2 separate regions of the Mus musculus genome follow, and region 2 is linked to region 1. A link is a contact called in public HiCAR-type data. All regions are on one chromosome and are shown on one strand. Each heading gives the region's core, a stretch centred on a gene start, on an enhancer-like site or on the middle of the called end of the contact. The rest is flanking DNA. Distances are from core to core; before and after follow the strand shown.

Evidence for each region. HiCAR-type assays count read pairs that join an accessible place to other places.
Region 2: a HiCAR-type map of kidney shows a contact between it and region 1, with 2.8 times the contacts expected there. The contact joins the promoter of Wdr6 here to the promoter of Gmppb in region 1. A contact is called at or near these places in 1 of 39 promoter capture datasets (neural stem cells), 1 of 484 Hi-C or Micro-C datasets (embryonic stem cells), 2 of 115 datasets of contacts at active chromatin or transcription factors (bone marrow-derived macrophages and kidney) and 2 of 9 other capture datasets (liver and pancreatic islet).

Annotation. Positions count from the first base shown.
Region 1 is chr9:108,045,776-108,051,699 of GRCm38.p6, forward strand. It overlaps Gmppb (GDP-mannose pyrophosphorylase B), which reads left to right and starts at 3,489. Exons shown (of 9, transcript NM_177910.4): 1 at 3,489-3,870; 2 at 3,986-4,066; 3 at 4,154-4,202; 4 at 4,340-4,482; 5 at 4,676-4,834; 6 at 4,919-4,997; 7 at 5,074-5,201; 8 at 5,285-5,467; 9 at 5,551-5,924. The coding sequence starts at 3,742. The coding sequence ends at 5,682. It overlaps Ip6k1 (inositol hexaphosphate kinase 1), which reads left to right. Exons shown (of 6, transcript NM_013785.2): 6 at 1-3,007. The coding sequence ends at 197. Rnf123 (ring finger protein 123) reads right to left here. Exons shown (of 39, transcript NM_032543.2): 39 at 5,897-5,924.
Region 2 is chr9:108,574,820-108,581,287 of GRCm38.p6, forward strand. It overlaps Wdr6 (WD repeat domain 6), which reads right to left and starts at 3,894. Exons shown (of 6, transcript NM_031392.3): 1 at 3,675-3,894; 2 at 1-1,763. The coding sequence starts at 3,774. P4htm (prolyl 4-hydroxylase, transmembrane (endoplasmic reticulum)) reads right to left here. Exons shown (of 9, transcript NM_028944.4): 6 at 5,900-6,085; 7 at 5,197-5,287; 8 at 4,897-5,020; 9 at 4,043-4,489. The coding sequence ends at 4,269.

The sequences.
Region 1 (5,924 bases), core at 2,239-4,738:
GTCCTAGCAGCACCAGTCTTGAGGCTGGCCCCTCTTCTCCGCCCAAGGTGGATGTTCGCATGATTGACTTTGCACACAGCACATTCAAGGGCTTCCGGGATGACCCCACTGTTCACGATGGGCCAGACAGAGGCTATGTGTTTGGCTTGGAGAATCTTATCAGCATCATGGAGCAGATGCGGGATGAGAACCAGTAGGCCCTGTGCTGGGCCTAGGACCCCCCTCCTCTCCACCCACAGGCAGGGACCATTGCTCTGAACTTGCTGTGAGGACACACAGACTTGCTTTTAAAGGGTTATATTTCTCTTTGGTGTAAACTAAAAGAAATGTTTTTAGCTGTAGCCTGGAATCCATATATATAAAGTAGAGGAGGGCAGAACATTTGTCCTCTCAGCCAGGCTCCTTAGCTCTGTGGCTGTGACTGCTGTGTCCAGGCTGTCTCAGGAAGGAAGAGGTGGCCCCAGTGGGCTTGACAGCAAAGAGAATGAATGCCTTGAACTTTGGTCTCCCTTGCCTAAGGCGTTTGGGATCTGTGGCTGTGGGGCTCTGCTGATGGTGAGGTGAAGCCCTCGGCTGGCACACGGTCTCCATGCCCAATCATCCCTTATTTCCCAGAACTGGGGAAGGTTAAGTGCCCACGTCCTGAGGGCCATCTTAGTTTCGTGCCAGTGCTGTAACAGATGCCTCAGGGCATTAGAGGGCTAGCTGCACAGACGGACTCACCCTTGGGTCTGATTTTGGCATGGGGCTAGATCGGTGAAACTGAGCTAAGGCCAACTCAGCAGAGGGCAGGCCCTGGGCTCCCTAGGCACCCACTGGCATGTAACCCTGTTCCTCTCTCCACAACTCGAGCCAGCCTCTTGCTGGGATCCCTGACCTAAGGAGGCCTCATAGCCTCCTATCCCACTAAGATGGGCACAGCTGTTTGCTGAGGAGAGCCAGTGTCCCAGGAGGCCTAAGGGCGGGACTTTAGTGGCTCTGGCCCAGACAGTATTTGCAGTTCTGGGCTCTGGGTGGCATCCCTTCCTCACCTGGGGCAGCTGTGCTGCTTGTGGGTGGGCTGCTGCTCCCAGGGCTCAGGAACCGTGGTCCGCTCAGGGTCTTGTCTTCTCCAGGCCAAGCTCAAGGCAGCAGCCCTGTATGTGGTGCTCCAGGCTCTAGGCCTGGAGGGAGAACTTTAAACTTGTTTGCTTTTAGGGACATAGGGCCCTGGGCACAGGTGCCCAGCGTCTGCTGAGAGCTTTGATTAATCCTGGGGTTTGTCAGTAAGTCCATTTGTCCACCTGCTAGCCCCTGTCTCATGGTGAGCTTTCTGGAGTATAGCCTTGTTGGTTAGTATATATTGATTTCCTTCATGCTTCCCCCAGCAGTCTTCTCCTTTCCTTTTCTGAGGTGAGTCTGCTCCTGTGCCCCTCCTCAGCAGGTTCTGCTGTTACAAACCTGGTGGCCAAATGATTCATAGTGGTGTTTACCTGCTAGCCCAGTGGCCTTCTTGTGGGCCTGGGGTATGGCCTTCAGCACCAACGGTGGGTAATGAAGGCTCAGGGTTGACCCTGACCTATTGCTTTTATTTCTGCTACCAGTCCTTTCATGGTAGAGACCTGCTGCTGCCTGTAACATAGTGTCCGACAGGTTACACTACACCAATCATTGCCAAGGTGAGCAACAGTCTCCAAGTCTATCACTTCTAACATGTCTCTGTTTTGGCATTTGAAGGTAATCCTGCCAACCTTTGAGAGAAACTGTTAACGAATGGCATAATTTCCAGGTTCTTAGAGATGCAGCCTCTGAAAAGGGTTCTGTGACGGATCCAAGTCAGTCTTCTGACCCTGGTGCCATTGGTGGGCAGGTTCCCATTCCTTAGGGCCGGGAGGCACGGCTTGGCCCATCTCTGCTTACTAACACCTGTCTTCTGTCCAGTAGTAGTGTTGCTTGTGCCATGCAGGCAGCAAGTGTTAATTAGCGTGGACACCTTTTCTTTGGCAGGATAGAGGTCAAGAGAGGAGTTTGGGGCCAGCAGAGACCTCCTAGGAATGTGCTGTACTTCCGATTTACCAGATTTTGGGAGGTGCTGCCCCCATTCTGCTGCTTCTCAAGTAGCAAGGGAGTTGGTAGGCACTGCTCCTGCCACTGCAAGCGAGGAAAGGCTGGGATTTGCCGCTGCTCAAGGGCAGGGCCTCACTTTTCAGCACTTTTGATATCTGGAGGCCCAGCTCTGTTATCTGATAGGTGGTGGCAAGTGTGTGCGAACACTTTTACCACTGCTCTTCTGCCTGTCCCAGGCTAGAGCCCTGTCTTTTTCCTGACAGGTCCTGCCTTCCCAATCATCAATTTGGGACCAAAGTGCAACTAGGGATCATGGGTTGGGAGCTCACATTACCCCTTTCCATTGTATTTCCCGGGCCAAGCCCATACCAGCCCGGGGAGATGGGTGGGAGTGAAATGGGATGGGTGCTGCTGGAAGAGGAAGGGACCAGTAGAGCAATGTCCTTGCCTGGGATTCTACCCCTCTCAGCTGTGGGCCGTGCAGTGGTGTGGGGATTCATTCTCTCCTAGGGGCAAGGGACCTGGGCTCGGACAGTATCCGTTCAGTATCCGCTGCTCATTCGCTCACATCTGGCCACGTGCACGTTCCCTAGATGCAAACTGCTTTGAACTTTACAGCTATATAAGTTGGTTGTGTGTGTGTGCTCATTTTAAAAACTACATTTTAACGAGGAAAAAGGAGAACCTGGGGAAATTTCCTTTGCTTCTGTGGAGGAAATGTAAGACTTGGAATTCTGGAAATTGTTATCTGCTCCTCTTTCCTGGAAGCTACACACCCTAAGACCTGCGCCTGGATGCATACGTGGCTCCACTGGCGCTTAGGCGCGCTTGCATTTTCCCCAGGTCTTCTGTGTGGTGGAGAGGAGTGCTTGGCCCAAGCCGGCCCTTTTCTGTACACCCAGCGCTATCCGCCCGCTTGTGTCTGGTCGTATACGTCAAAATAAAGCCTCTAGAAACTGAACTCTGTCCAAGTCTGTGTGAAAACTTCATCGCCTCCGGTTGGGCCGACATGGCTAGTCTAGGGATCGGGCTGAGCTGGGTCGGGACAGGTGCAGCGGGACAGTGCTGACACTGGGGGTGGGGGGTCGGGGGAGGCAGCACGGGAGGGGTTGGATATAGGGGTCAGAGCAAGTGTTGAGGGGCGGGGTCATCAGGGCGAACCTGGAGTGGCCTTTGGGGGGGTAGGCGGCGTCGGCGGGGCGGGGCGGGGCGGGGCGGGGCAGATGGCAGCTGCCGCGTGGCGGACTGGGTTCCGATAGGAAGCTAAGCCTCCTCTTTCGGTTCCGCCTTTAGATCCGCCAATGGGCATCTGACTCGCGAGTTCTCCGGGTCCCCATGGCAGCCCAGGGCGTTGGAAATCTAATTGGCTACGTCCGCCGCAGCGTAAAGTCTGACGCTCGGCTGCGGGCGGCCCTGCCACGTAGATTGGCTCTCCCTGTTACGTCACTGGCTGCGCCGCCTCCGGCCGGAACTCCGGACCAGCCGGTCTCCAACCAGTTCCTCGTCTTCTGTTCTGGCTGATCCTGGACCCCACATCAGGGTAGAGCAGGGGGGCGAGGTGACACCAGAGTTGGTCAGTCTAGTTGGTGAAACGTGCAGGTCAGGGCACGGCGTTGGGAGTGCGCGGCAGGGGTCGGTCAGGCGGCCTGTAAGTACTTTGGACCGATAGATCCACTTCTAACATCTGCAGACGCCATGAAGGCACTGATCTTGGTGGGAGGGTATGGGACACGGTTGCGGCCGCTGACGTTGAGCACTCCGAAGCCATTGGTGGACTTCTGCAATAAGCCCATCTTGCTGCATCAAGTGGAGGCGCTTGCTGCGGTAAGGCCGTGGGTCTGTTATGGCGGGAAGAGGGATGGATAGTGACTGGGAGGCCAGGGGTGGTCATACCTTGTGACTGAGCCAGTCAACTAGCACACCTTATTGTGTCTGACAGGCAGGTGTGGACCACGTGATCCTGGCAGTGAGCTACATGTCACAGATGTTGGAGAAGGAAATGAAGGCACAAGAGCAAAGGGTGAGGCATGGACTTAGCCCTTTCTTTAGGTCCCTGGGGCTCTTACCATTGGAGGAGGAACATAACCAGATGGCTTCTTCTTTCCAGCTTGGAATCCGAATCTCTATGTCTCATGAAGAGGAGCCTTTGGGGACAGGTCAGTATAAGGAAGGCCCTTGGGCAAACTTTAGGGCCAGCAAAGAGGTATCCAATCTGGGCGGATGGGTGGGGCCTCTGGAGTCTGGACCTAGGCCCCTAGCAAGGTGGTAACTTATGACTTGTCCCCTTCTCTAGCTGGGCCTCTGGCGTTGGCCCGAGACCTACTATCTGAGACTGCCGACCCTTTCTTCGTTCTCAACAGTGATGTGATATGTGATTTCCCCTTCCAAGCCATGGTGCAGTTTCATCGGCACCATGGCCAAGAGGGCTCCATCTTGGTAAGAGAAGATTTCCTCTGACATTCCCACCCTCACATGGAGTCTTTCCTGACCCCTGGTCTTAAACTCTGTTTTGCTACAAAGCTATGCAGAATGTCTTTGGGGGAGAGCCTTTGAGATGTGGGATAGGCATATTTATCAAGAGTAAAGAAAACTGGACTAGGCCTAAGGTACCCTCCACCTCTATATTCAGGTTACCAAGGTGGAAGAGCCTTCCAAGTATGGTGTGGTGGTATGTGAGGCTGACACAGGCCGCATCCACCGTTTTGTTGAGAAGCCACAGGTGTTTGTGTCCAATAAGATCAACGCAGGCATGTACATCCTGAGCCCTGCTGTGCTGCAGCGCATCCAGGTGTGTAGGAGAGAACTGCTGGGCGGGCTGGGGTGGAGCAGGCCTCTGCTGTGTGGCCTGCTCACAAATTGCCCACTTCCACAGCTGAAGCCTACATCCATTGAGAAGGAGATCTTCCCAGTTATGGCCAAGGAGGGGCAGCTATATGCCATGGAGCTGCAGGGTGAGGTAGAGGCCATAGGGTGTGGGGTAGTCAGTGTGTGGCTAGGCAGAGCCCTCTGACCCATCTCTCTGTACAGGCTTCTGGATGGACATTGGACAGCCCAAGGATTTCCTCACTGGCATGTGCCTCTTCCTACAATCGCTGAGACAGAAGCATCCAGAGAGACTGTACTCAGGCCCTGGCATTGTGGGGAATGTACTTGTGGTGAGGCCCTTGTCCAGCCTGTCGCTAATCTTTTCAGATTTGGGAGACAAATGACCCACTCTTGCTTTCCTCAACACTCTCAGGACCCAAGTGCCCGTATCGGTCAGAACTGCAGCATTGGCCCCAATGTAAGCCTGGGTCCTGGTGTGGTGGTGGAGGATGGTGTGTGCATCCGGCGATGCACAGTGCTTCGTGATGCTCACATCCGCTCCCATTCCTGGCTTGAGTCATGCATCGTGGGCTGGCGCTGCCGTGTGGGCCAATGGGTAAGTCTATGAGCTGGGCTGGGCAGGCACAGGAGCAGGGGAATATGTGTGCCCCATTAACAAGGCTTATCCCCCACCTCCAGGTGCGCATGGAGAATGTAACAGTGCTGGGTGAAGATGTCATAGTTAATGATGAACTGTACCTCAATGGAGCCAGCGTGCTGCCCCACAAGTCTATCGGGGAGTCAGTACCAGAACCTCGTATTATCATGTGAAGGATATGGAGGGCTGGCCAAGCATCCACTTTGCCATCAGCAGGGTAGGACTCAATGCTTCACGAGGCCCTGGACTTGGTGCCATTTGTCTAGGGAGGAGTGGATGACTCTGAAGCTGTCGGACTTCTGCCTTCTGGTGGGGACAGACATGGACAGGACCCTGCTGGGTGTAACCCACAAGCCCCCACTCCCTCAAGAAGAGCGGGCCCAGGGCTGTTTGGAATAATAATTTAATGCTCACT
Region 2 (6,468 bases), core at 2,644-5,143, 530 kb after region 1:
CATCCGAAGCCCAGCTACCCAGTTCATGCCTCGACAGGCTTTCTGCCTTAGGACCGGCTGGAGGTGGCCGCCATGTACAAAGAGCTGGAAGTAGGAGCTATCCCGCCCTGTGCTGTATAGGTAGCCACCATGGCAGGTAACTGAGGTCACACCCTGTTTCCCATGCAGAGAATGGAGTGTAGAGACGGGGCCTATTCCTGTTGGGACACTCTCAGACCCACCGCTCCCACTACCAGCTCCAGGTGCCTCAGCTGCAGTAATAGCCTTGCTTCCGGCCCCAGGCTTTTTGAATAGACATGGTCTGACAGGGAATAGCATCACAGAGCCACGGCGGTCCCCACAGACGAGGAAGTCACCCGGGGGCAGGAAAGCACTACATGTGTGCCATCGTTGCTTGCTTGGGGGAAGGAGGTACCGGCAACGTTCCTTGACAAAGATAGCCTTGCCAGTGGGTGCAGCTGAGATCTCCAAACAAGCTATCACCCCACCAGGGCCCGATGCTAACAAAAGCAGCTCCTCGTAACCACGAAGGGCCCAGCTCAGGCTGTGCACCTTCCCCTGGAACAGTTTCTGCTCGACGGCAGCGGTGGGGGTGTTGATGGGAACCACCTTAACAAGACCCTCCCCGTTGGCCAAGGCACAGAGTCCAAAGCCCTCGGGCCCAGGAGCTGCCTCTAGCAGGCAGTAAGACCGAAAGCGATTGTCCTCCAGCAGCTGCTCCCAGGACTTGACCTCAAGGTCGTAGAGGTACAGGGACCCCACATCAGTCACTGCCAGGACTCGCCAGGAACCAGCCAGAGTCACAGCCTTGAGGGCACCTGGCCGGCTAGGAGATTTGAAGGACAGGGATGAGACGCCCAAGCCTGGGTACCCTCGGCCTGCCAGGTGCCAGAGTCGAATGCCTGAGTCGTCTCCCCCAGTGACCACCCAGGCCTGCCTCTCGTGAGTGGCTATGGCCCGGATACCTCGGCCCCGGTGGCCCCGAAAGGCTTGAAGGATCTCGCCTTCGTGGCTCCACACCAAGCAGACACAGTCTTCTCCTGCACTGATGAGATAGTTCTCTAAGAGCTTCACCTGCCACACTCGGGCACTGTGCCCAAAGCAGTGGCCAATATTCTGAACCCGACCCCCAGGCACCCGGAGGTCCCCCACCTTCCAGAGACGAACACTTCGGTCTTCTGAAGCAGTTGCCAGCAGGCCCTTGCTTTCCAGGTATGACATGCTAAAGATGACACCCACATGGCCACTAACCCGCCGGTCAGGGGCCACGGGTTTGTTGTCTGTTAAAGCAGTGGCTGGGTACCAGATCAGGAGCTCATTGGAAACCGCGCCAGCCACGATGGTCAGTTCCTTCCAGGTGTCACCAACCAGGCAGGCTGAGGACAGGGTACACCTGTCTGTGCAGGGGACGTCCTGCAGCATGCACCCTATCACTGGGTCATACAGTACCACCGAGTTGTGGCCCAAGGCCACGGCTACGTTACCCTCGATCCAGCGGACATCCCAGATCCAGTCGGACATGTTCCACAGGCCAGAGCGCCAGAGCTCCCGAAGATGGCTTTGACCCCAGCTGACTTTCACAACTTTGAGGCCCTTGCTCCCAAACACAGCTATCATGGCCTCAGAGTCCAGGTCTCCTTTAGGCTCTGGTCGCACTCGGAACCCATGGATGAGAAAGTGACCAAGCAGGTTCTGGACTCTCTTCACCATTCGGAGATGCCCACCAAGGTCCAAGTTGTACACCAGTAAATCAGGCCCCTCGCCTAGACAGAGGTAAAGAGCCACATCAGCACCACACACGCACGCACGCACCTGATCCTAGGACGCATGAGTGGAGCAGGCCACTCCTTAGCATACAGACTCAGAATATACCAGGACACAGCATCCTACCAAACCCGTGCCTCCACTTCAGCCGGACCTCAACTGCAAAGGCACACTCCTGTCAGTCACTCGTTTTTGTGGTAAGGTTCTCTCAGAGAGCCCAGGTTGGCCTTGAATTCAAGATCCTCTTGCCTCAACCTCGAATCTGCTGGGACTGTGGCAGTATGCTGTCATGCCTGGCTATCCATCACCCTTAATGACAGTCACTAGGATTTCCTCTGGTGCACACCATCCTTACACTTCAGATGGAAAGCCCTTGCTCTGCTCTAGCCCAAACTCTCAGCTCCACCTGCCTCTGCATGCATTTTCCAGATTCTCCCTCCCTTAGGGAAAAGGCTGTGTCGACCTTTGCACCCTTTAGCCATCAGCATCCTTCATCAGTCTAATCCCTGAGGCTCAACAGAGGCGATGGGGTGGGTAGGTATGTGGTTTTGTGTGTGTGTGTGTGTGTGTGTGTGTGTGTGTGTTTGTGTGTGTGCATGCGTGCTGAAGCTGCCCACACTTTGGCAGGCAGGGGTGAGGCTTGCATTCTGGCCCCACCCCTGGACAGCTGTGAGATCGTCCTTTGTATGCGACTGAGACTTAAAAGCAACAAGGCTTGGGAGGAGAGATGAGGTGCAGGTATTAAGAACCTGGACAGCATTTAACACAGCAGAATCAAAGCTAGCGTCTTCTGAGTTAGGAACATTCCTAACTTGTGCTCAAGAGGGGCTTGTCCAGGGCCTCCCTCTATACAAATCCACATACTTCCCGGGGAATCTCTTACACCCCCATACATGTGTATAGAACCCACAGACGTTTTCTAGAATGGGACTCTCAGCTCCCTTTTGGTCATCTTGCAGCCGTTTGTTTCCCACGATCTCCTCCTCCTCGGACTCGTCAGGATTCCTCATTACCTTACTCCTCTCTTAATGTCTCTTTCTTCAAAATTCTACGGATTTCATTTCCTGAAGTTTGCCGGTCCCACCTCCAGAGAGTTTAGCTCACTGGAGCAACCCAATGTTTGCACTTGCACACACACGCACGCACACGCACACACACACATCAACTCTAGAATATACCCTCACCACAAGACAAACACGCAGCCCTGCTGAGGCTAATAATGGCTGACCCAAGGCCTAATTGTCAGTGCCAAGGGTCCTTGTAAAACCCAACACCACCATCACCAAAGGATGGCTTCGCATCAGGCCCTACTGCTTCCAGGACACTTGGCACCTCAGAGCCATCTCAGACCTTTACCACCAGACACTGAGACATGTGATTACTAACCCAGTTGGCTCAGACCCCCCAGTTGGTTCTCCAGAGGAACCTAAGCCCCAGCCTCTCTGGATACTGCTCTACTCAGAAAGCAATTTTTTGGCCCCCTCATCTTTGGGGGCGGAGCTTCAACCCTCTCCAGAAGCCACACTCCCGCCACACCCCCTGAGGCTGCCCTTTTTTTTTTTTTCTTCCTCTCCAGGGGTTTTGATCATTTGCGTTCACCTGAGGGTGCAACGTCCCTCCCCCAACATGGAACGACTGCGTCCCCCACACCTTCAAGCGTCTCTGTCCACCCTTTCCAAGCTGGCTGCAATTTATGAAGAGCTGCCACTGTCTCTCGAGCCCCGCCCTCCTCCGCCGGCCTGTGTTTCCCGCCACCTCCGAACCTGCCTTATTCCCCCCACTCCCACCCCTCGCCAGTCCCCAGCCCGCTGCCCATCCTCCTCCCCAGGGCATCCCTTTGTCCGGTGCGACCACCCAGGGAGAGGCTAGTTCTTCGCCCGCTAGCACGACTAGAGCCGACCAAGCCTCACCCGCCAGCAGCCTGTCCCCAACACACTCCAGACCCGTAACCGGGAGGAGTATGAGCTCGGAAGTCGCCCGCGGCCAGACATAGTCCCCGAAAGCGTCCATGACGTTCCTGGAGCTGCTGTGGCTGCCACGGACAAGAAGAGAGCTGCGTTCTCGCGAGAACCAGCCGTCTGGAGAGCCGCGCTGCAGAGCTCCGAAGCCCTTAGCTACAGGTAGCAAAGCCCTGGCGCTGGGCTGCGGACGTCCAATGACGACCCTGTCCCCCACGCGATCCCGCTCCTGATTGGCCGGATCAGAGTCACCCCCCCACACACACACACATGAGACTAGCCGGGAGGGGCGGTGGGCCTCCCCTCCCCCAAGCGGGCGCTTAGCTCGCCGGCCCCTGGCTGGAAGCCCTGTAGTTTTATTTAACGGAGCAGCATGGAGGCTGTACACCAATAAATAACGTGAATGTAGGAACTGCGCCTTTGATCGCGGCTGCAGGCAGGGAGGGCTAGGGCAAGAGGTCGGCCAGAACTTCAGTCTGCAGTAGGACAGAGGACCTGCAGGGTCTTTGACGTTGGGCAGCGGGTGATTCGCATCAGGGCCTTGCGTCAGAGCTCCACACGGGCATCACTGTAGGCTCGGTCCAAGGCCCACTCGGGTTGTGAGTCCATGCCACCTTCCCGAGCCAGACGAGCCATCTCCTGCTGGAACAAGGCTTGCCGTGCCCGGCTAGGGTCCACATTGATCCAGTTGTTAGCGATCCACTTGGTGCCGCGGGTGACCAGGCAGCCCCCATGCAACGAGTAGTCGTCCACTTCACCCACCCAGCCTGGGGTAAGAAGGTGACATGAACAAAGGACAAGTTAGGGAGGGGAAAACCCTAGATTGGCTCAGCCTGAGCTGTGCACACATCTAATCCCCATGGAAGGACTTGGCGTCTCACCCACTAAGGCATGGTCAACATACTGGCCCTTAAAATTAACCAAGCTTCCTTGCTTCTGAGCTTGGCTATAGCTCTTCCCAGCCTGGGTTGTGGAGAGAAGTTTCCCTGCCCCAGACAGCAGGAAGGCTGGTGCGCAAGGACGGTGGGCGGAGATAACCGAAGATACTGTACTAGTGCTACTGTGCTTTGAAATCCCTGGCTATGGAAGACAGGAACAGTCCTCCAGGAGAGCAGGAGGGAGAGATGAGTTCCCTCAGAGAAGCCCAAGACCTGGCCATGAGTAAAGCCCTCACCTTGCCCATCAGGAAGGTAGTTGTACCAAAAGACTGCAGTTCCTTGCTGGGGCTTGACACGAAGGTTGCCCTTGTCACAGTGCCTTCGAGTGTCCCGGAGATCGACATCATCCTGAATCAGACTCTGTAGGCAACAAGGTGAGGCTGTTTGTGGACTGCCTGCCATTGCAGGACCAGGCAGCCAAGGTTGGCTGGAGGGAAAACAGGCAGATGTGCCCTCGTCCCAGCTCTGGAAGGGTGTGTACACACTTGCCCAAGGCCCTACCAGCCCAAGAGTAATAACAGCTCACTGGCCCTTACCATTTCATCATAGGTCCTGTTGTCTGCCACAGGGAAGACGGTCTCACCCCCACCGGTGACATTGTTCAAATAAAACAGCACTGTCATGTAGCTGTAAGGCAGGGGGAGGCTGCTGAGTAGATCCCCAACATTCCCACTTGTGGGCAGGATACCCAGGGCCCACAGGGTCAGGCTAGGATAGCTAAGACATCTCCAGCCCTCTTCCCCACAGAGTCACTCTCCTTGTGTGGCCAAGATCGCAGGTGCACTTAGGTAAGTTTGTGACCTTAAACCAAAGATCTGGCTGGGGAAAGTAAGCTGATAGAAGCAGGAATATCATGTAAAGTCTCCTTGCAACTGGGAGGACTGAGCCAGAAAGCCACAAGAAAACCTAACTTTGTGCAGGCAGGAGGGTACAACTGTAGAAACTGAGGCAGGGACCTCCAACAATGGAGTCAAGACCAGTGCTTACAGGGCCAATTTCCAGTATCTGTAGATATCTAGATCTGTTTTCATTTGAATAGATACAGTGGCCAGGAGCTACCACTTTCCAGTTACTCCATAAAGAGTGAAGAAGAGACTTGGGGGAAAGGTAGGGGTATGGCTGACCAAATGGCCCAGTGTATCCTTGGTCCAATAGCAGGTAATACATGTCCTCAAGGTACCCAGTCTGGGAACTGAAGCCCCACCTCCCTACCCCCCCCCCCCCATGGGAGGTACTTGCCGACAGGAGGTCTCAAACGGTACAGATTCATTGGCTACCAGCTTGGTATGGGAGCAGATGGTCTCTGGGTACACGGGTCCGCTGTCCACATGGGCATGGTAGTGACCTCCCTCACCATATCGTACAACCTGTAGTGGCTCACTGAACTCCACAATCTCCGGGGAGAGGCGAGTGAGGCGCAGGACCCTGGTAGGCAGCAGGTATTTCAGCAGGATGGCCACCTGAAGGAGCTGACCAAGGTGCATCCTGGGCCAGCCACAAGCTTCACCCCTGCTCACCTCCCCTGGAAGTCCCACGAGCCACGCTGGACTTGATTTCTAAGAGCAGGAAGGCTGTCATGTAATGATTTAATCGTCATGGGCTTGCCTAACATGTACAAGGTCTTAGATTTGATCCTAGCACGCCAGCCTCTGTTTTTATTTTTTGTTTTCTTTCTGTTATTATTTAGATAGGATCTGATGCAGCCCCGTGTCGGCCTGGAACTCTGTAGCCTAGGCCAATCTTAAACTCCTGATGCTTCCGTCTCTGCCTCCCAAGTTCTGGGATTGGGGCTGTGCGCAGCAAGGCCT